2 separate regions of the Gasterosteus aculeatus genome follow, and region 1 is linked to region 2. Evidence: chromatin contacts called from public Hi-C data. All regions are on one chromosome and are shown on one strand. Each heading gives the region's core, a stretch centred on a gene start, on an enhancer-like site or on the middle of the called end of the contact. The rest is flanking DNA. Distances are from core to core; before and after follow the strand shown.

Region 1 (2,700 bases), core at 87-2,586, 52 kb after region 2:
GAGTACTTTATGCATTAATCTTGTGTCTTAGTAGTTGCTCGGCTTATCTTTGTGGCCACTTTGTCTCTTTTTAGCCATGTCTCCAGGCCATGTAGTTGCTTTGTGTCTCTTTGTGGTTATGCCGAGTCTCTGCATTCGTTAGGTGTCTCTTTGAGAATATCTTTCCCCCTTATATGATCATTGTAAGTATATTAGTGGTGCATTTGCAGCTGTTTTGCTTCTCTTAGTTGTCATTTGGAATCTCTTCCGGATTTGTACGTGTCTCTTTGCAAATAAACATATTATTATTAAAACATTCCAACCTCAAGATAGCGCTCGATAAAAGGTTGAGGCATTCTACTGTCCAAGTGTAATTGGCCATGTCTAATTCCTCGTGTGTCTAAAATCCTTTGGAAATAAATGTCCATGATTCCTCATTAGGAGTCAGTAACTTAGTGGAGGACCAACCATTAATGTCTCTACCATGAGCAGCTACTGACACATTAATGGACCCGTAATATCCATCCAATAATTCAACATATATGACAATACATAACGGAGAGTAGGAAAAGTCTTTTACTAATAATTGAATATTTTTGCTTTCACTTAATTGCACGATTTAAATAATTCTTCCATTTATTGCCATAAGCAAATAATCCATTATCATAATCCAACAAAATAATACCGCCTCAGTGTCCTGAAAATTTGATAATAAAACCCGGTCTTGCCTCAGACATCTCCTTGATCGATTGCTGCTTATTACAGATGGATGGCACTGCCCGGCTGACATCTAATTCTCAATAAATGTCCCACACTGGCCTCGTTTATCAGCAAACTGATCCCCTGGTCTAAGTAGAACCACCTGGATGTGTATGAGTGTGTGCGTGGGCCTCCTTGTAAGATGACTGATGCGATCTATGAATCAGTCAGACAGCTGGACTAACCTAATTTTAGCTGACCACCTTCGCCTCCGCCTCCCTAACTTCCTACATCCAGGCAAAGGTCACATTTGGGGTGTTTAAAAAAAAAGAAGAAAGGAAGAGTAAATAGAGGAGGAGTTTGGAATGAGATACATGAAGACAAAAAGTGAGGACGAAGAAGACGAACAAGAAGAAGAAAGAGACACCTAATCCCCTTGCTCGTTGTTAAGGACGTGCATTAAAAGGTTTGGCAAAGCTCCCGCTAACACATCTCATCCCCGCGCTTCTGCTTCACCACAGACCTCCGGCATGGATCGCGCGTCTCAGTTTGTGCGCATGTGCTCACCTCAGAAAGCATGCCGTACTGCCCCCTCCTGGCCATGCCGATGGTGAGCAGGTCGTAGACGGAGTTGGCATTCTGCAGGCTGGCCTCGCGAGCCTCGGCCTGGTCCGGCAGACGGCTGATCACCGCCTCGCCGCTGGCCTGGGCGGACAGAGATACCGAGTGAGGGAGAGGAGGAGGAGGAGGAGGAGGAGGGAAACTAAAGAAGGAAAATGAGTCGATGCTGAAACCGCCTTAGAGCGAGGAGCGTATAAGGGAAATGTCAGGGGAGGCACAGGGAGTGTGTGTGTGTGTGTGTGTTTCTCACCATAGACTCTGTGATGAGCAGCAGCAACACAGCCTCCTCCAGCACGTCCTGAGGACAGAAGCTGCCGGGACACAAGAAACAGGAAGTAGAACCAATAACAGGAAGTTTATCCCTCTGTCTCTCACACACACACACACACACACGCACACACAACCTGTCCACAGGTAGATTTCCAGATTGCCGGCAGTGTCGCATTTCTGTCTCGCTTGTGGTGCTGTAACACAACACGGGCCACACTGGGTGTATCGCGACACAGCACACTCAGATGTCAGACACACACACACACACACACACACAGGGTCCTTCATTTCTTCCACCACTCCCACCCTTCTCTTCGATCACATTTGTTGATTCCCCTCCCTCTCCGGGCCTGAAGGACACGTTTGGCGGACACACCGGCGTGGCCTTTTCCAAATGGGAAACAGAGGGAAGGCGTGAACAATGCTCAAGTGCAGCTATTCCTCAGGGTGAAGTCTCCTCTTCCTCCTCTCCTTCTAATCTCAGACATGGATTTAGATCTTCACTTATGAGAGTGTGGGCAGGATTAGTCATGTGAGGGTGACTCAGAATGGCTCGCAGGGCCTCAACTACAAGAGGCTGATGCAGAGACAAGGCAACAAACGCTAAAACAGCTGTGTGATACAGCTGTGTGATACAGCTGTGTGATACAGCTGTGTGTGCCTGTGCCATCCATCGTTTGTTATTTTTGTCCCGCTAAGTTACATTCTGTCACTAATAACTTGATACAATTGTTGTATTACACTGTCATGTCATGTTGTGTTGTGCTATGCTACATGTAGCACATACTTATGTGTGTTATGCTGGAGTGTTATTTTATGTAATGTTAAGTTATGCTTGTATATTTAGTCTTATTTTTCAATATGTTGTTAAATGATATTAACTTGTCATGTCTTATTGTGACATGTTATCTATTTATGTTATGTTTTCTTGTCCCGGCAGGTTATTTTGTGTTACGTGATGTCATGTTGTCATGTTATGACATGTTATATTGTTACTTGTTACTGCATCCTATTATACTATGCTATCTTATATAGTTACATAATTTTCTGCTATATAATGCTCTGATATTATCTCTTTTTTCGTTATGTAATGGAATACTGGTATTTTTTGTTGTGCATGTTGATTTCCAG
Region 2 (2,700 bases), core at 126-2,625:
GGTGAGGAGTTGCCCCCAGCGGCTCACATTGCAGCCCTTTTTGTAGCTGTCCTCTGCAGCGCTTTTCCTCACTGCTGGACCAATTTCAAAACTTGTGGTCCACATTATTCACTACAACAAAAAGGGATGAAAGATAACGAAGCAACCCTTCAAAGGGAGACAAAAAGCACCAGCGTGCACATAGAAATGCACAGACTCGCGTGGGGCAACCACTTTTTGAGTCACTGTATGTTTTATAAAGACCAGATGAAATTACCCGTATTTATATTGTTTACAATAAAACATCCACTAGTAATTAACCGGAGTGACTTTTAAAGTCAATTATTTCCAATGCTCTCTGCGCAGCAATGGACGAGCCAAGTTTGAGCTACTAGTGGTCGTTTCTTTTTGCCTGGACAGTTTACAGTCGAGAGTCTGACCTTGCAGAAACAATCTGATGAAAAGTAAACCACTGCAGTGGTTTCAAGCTGAAACCACAGATTCCCCCATAGCAACCCGCCAGAATATGTGACTATTACACTTATTTTACATTTACATTTTGGAATATGTGGGCTTCTGCCATGGAGTTTGTGGTAGTTTTAGTACAAAATGTGCAGGAATTAATCCAAGTTTGTATCACTCATGATAAGCCCCCAAAAGATATTCTTAATGTAAATCATTGAAGATGGTTCCTCGGCAACGCTGTGCTGTGGGGATGTTATTTTAGGCTACATCCTGACATCCAAGATGTTAGGATGTAGCAATGTTTCTCTTTAACAGTGGGGGTGGGGTGGGGGCATTTAACACGAAGGTCCAACTCTGCCTCTTTAAGGACCGTCTCCGCAGCTCGCCCTGACCTCTGAAGATATCATCTTCCCCACGAGCCTCAATATATCTTCATGTGACGTGCTATTTTCAAATGTAAAAACTTAATCGTGTTTTTTTGTGGCCAGTGGAGGCAGTGTTGATTTCATCATTGACTATATAATCTTCAATCCAATCAGTGCTGGATGAAGTCACAGTACTCAATGAATGTAATGATCCCACTGTGGAAAAACCCCATCACCTATAAAAATGCTCCGACATCTTCTATGATCACTGTTTTCAGCGTAAAAGATTGTTTACTGGGAAAATAAGTATCACCCGATGTGAGTGTCTGAACTTTAACAATGTGACTAAACTTTCACAAAGTTGACGTTACTATACAAATACTACATATCTTCATTGATATGTTAACATTTAAGCATCATTTTAAGTATCTCATTCGAAAGATCGCTGCTGTTTCTTGTGCAGCCACCAGGTGTCCCACTTGAGCCCCCAAACACGGGCCAGATCAGTCCCATTTGTTTGTTGGAGGAGTTAAAGTAGAAACGCAGCAACCTCACATCCCTGATCACACACACACACACACGCGCGCGCACACACACACACACACACTGTCCCACGCACATACGACCAGACACCTGCTCTGCAGCCTTCGTCTGGAAGTAGCCACGGCGTGCGGTAGCGCCTGCTTGCCCCCCCCCTCGCAGAATGAGATCATCATGTGAGGGGGGGGGGACGGGGACGTGGAGCGGGACAACTTCTGCAGGTTGCTGCCACTGCAGAGAGACAGACCTGGCCTACGCTACTGCAGGCGGAGGGGGGGGGGTCAAGGACAGGGCATTGTAACACAAGGACAGGGCCACTTCCTTATTGCGGTTTACGCACTACAGCAGTAAAGTGGCCCTTACGTTGCCCTTTGCGGGACTTCTCGCTTCCACCGGTTTCATTTTTACGCAGGATTTGCAGGACAAGTGTGTGAAAACTGAGATCATACCAGAATAAAAACTGGACTTGCGGAAGAAGAAACAAAAAAAAAACCCGTAGCAAGCACAGAGACACCTGTTTGAGATACGGATCAAATGCCTTCGCCTGCCCAGGGGCCACACTTCTGGAATGTTCCACGGAGCACTGTTGCACTGCTGCGGCGTTTGAGCTCCAGCTCCACGCCGATTGCAGCAGACAACCTGGAGGCAGACTGAGAAGGGGGTGGGGGGGGGGGGGGTGATTCTATTAGCCAGTAAGTGGTTTTGTCCCTTAGATCCCCTCGTATAAAACCACTGGCGTGCATGTTTCTGGAGATGGGGGATCTGGTCCCGGTGGACACCGAATAGCGGGGCCCGTCCAAATCATCTTATCCGATTTGAGGCCATTAATCATTTCTGCCTCACGATGTAATTTTGGCAAAACATGTCGTTCTCTCAGACACAGGTAGGCCAGGATGGGCTTGGCTCAGGGGGGGGGGGGCTTTTTCGACGGTACTAGGAGTGTTTGCACCAGGCCGTCAACTTTACCGCAGACCTTTGGCCGGTGCACGCCGGGAGGCGATAATCGTGAATTCCTCTCTGACGCTGGTCACATGCGGCCCTTAGGTCATAAAAAAAATGAATGTGTGCACATGAACAGGTTTACCCTTGTTCTGCTTACCAGCAGTGCAGATTATGTGGACGCATTCGCAAAGTGGTCCCTCAGGCTAACCTCACGCACACAAAAGCACACACGCGGAGGCCTCCTGTCCCTCGCACACCTGGCCTCGCCGTCCGTGGCACACGAGCAACCCTCCGTCCTGTCCTATGAAAGGCGATCCACTCGCCTGGCCGGGGACCAGCAGGTGCATTACAAAGCCCTCATACATTAGTGATGGCGTCCGCGTCTTTCAGTTACACCGCGGTAAACATC

The links. Hi-C and Micro-C count contacts between places; a contact is called where the count stands out from the background.
Region 1: a Hi-C map of whole body shows a contact between it and region 2, with 7 times the contacts expected there. The contact joins two enhancer-like sites. A contact is called at or near these places in 5 of 6 Hi-C or Micro-C datasets (liver, skeletal muscle, tail fin and 1 more).

The regions. Positions count from the first base shown.
Region 1 is chr6:6,558,180-6,560,879 of fGasAcu3.hap1.1, forward strand. It overlaps ttc7a (tetratricopeptide repeat domain 7A), which reads right to left. Exons shown (of 21, transcript XM_040178632.2): 9 at 1,550-1,610; 10 at 1,246-1,383. Among protein-coding and RNA genes, the nearest start is that of ttc7a, 11 kb to the right of the region's middle. Within about 2 kb of position 1,337, at least 2 of the 9 cell types and tissues checked have open chromatin away from gene starts, as enhancers often do.
Region 2 is chr6:6,505,751-6,508,450 of fGasAcu3.hap1.1, forward strand. No RefSeq gene overlaps it. Among protein-coding and RNA genes, the nearest start is that of calm2a, 3.5 kb to the right of the region's middle. Within about 2 kb of position 1,376, at least 3 of the 9 cell types and tissues checked have open chromatin away from gene starts, as enhancers often do.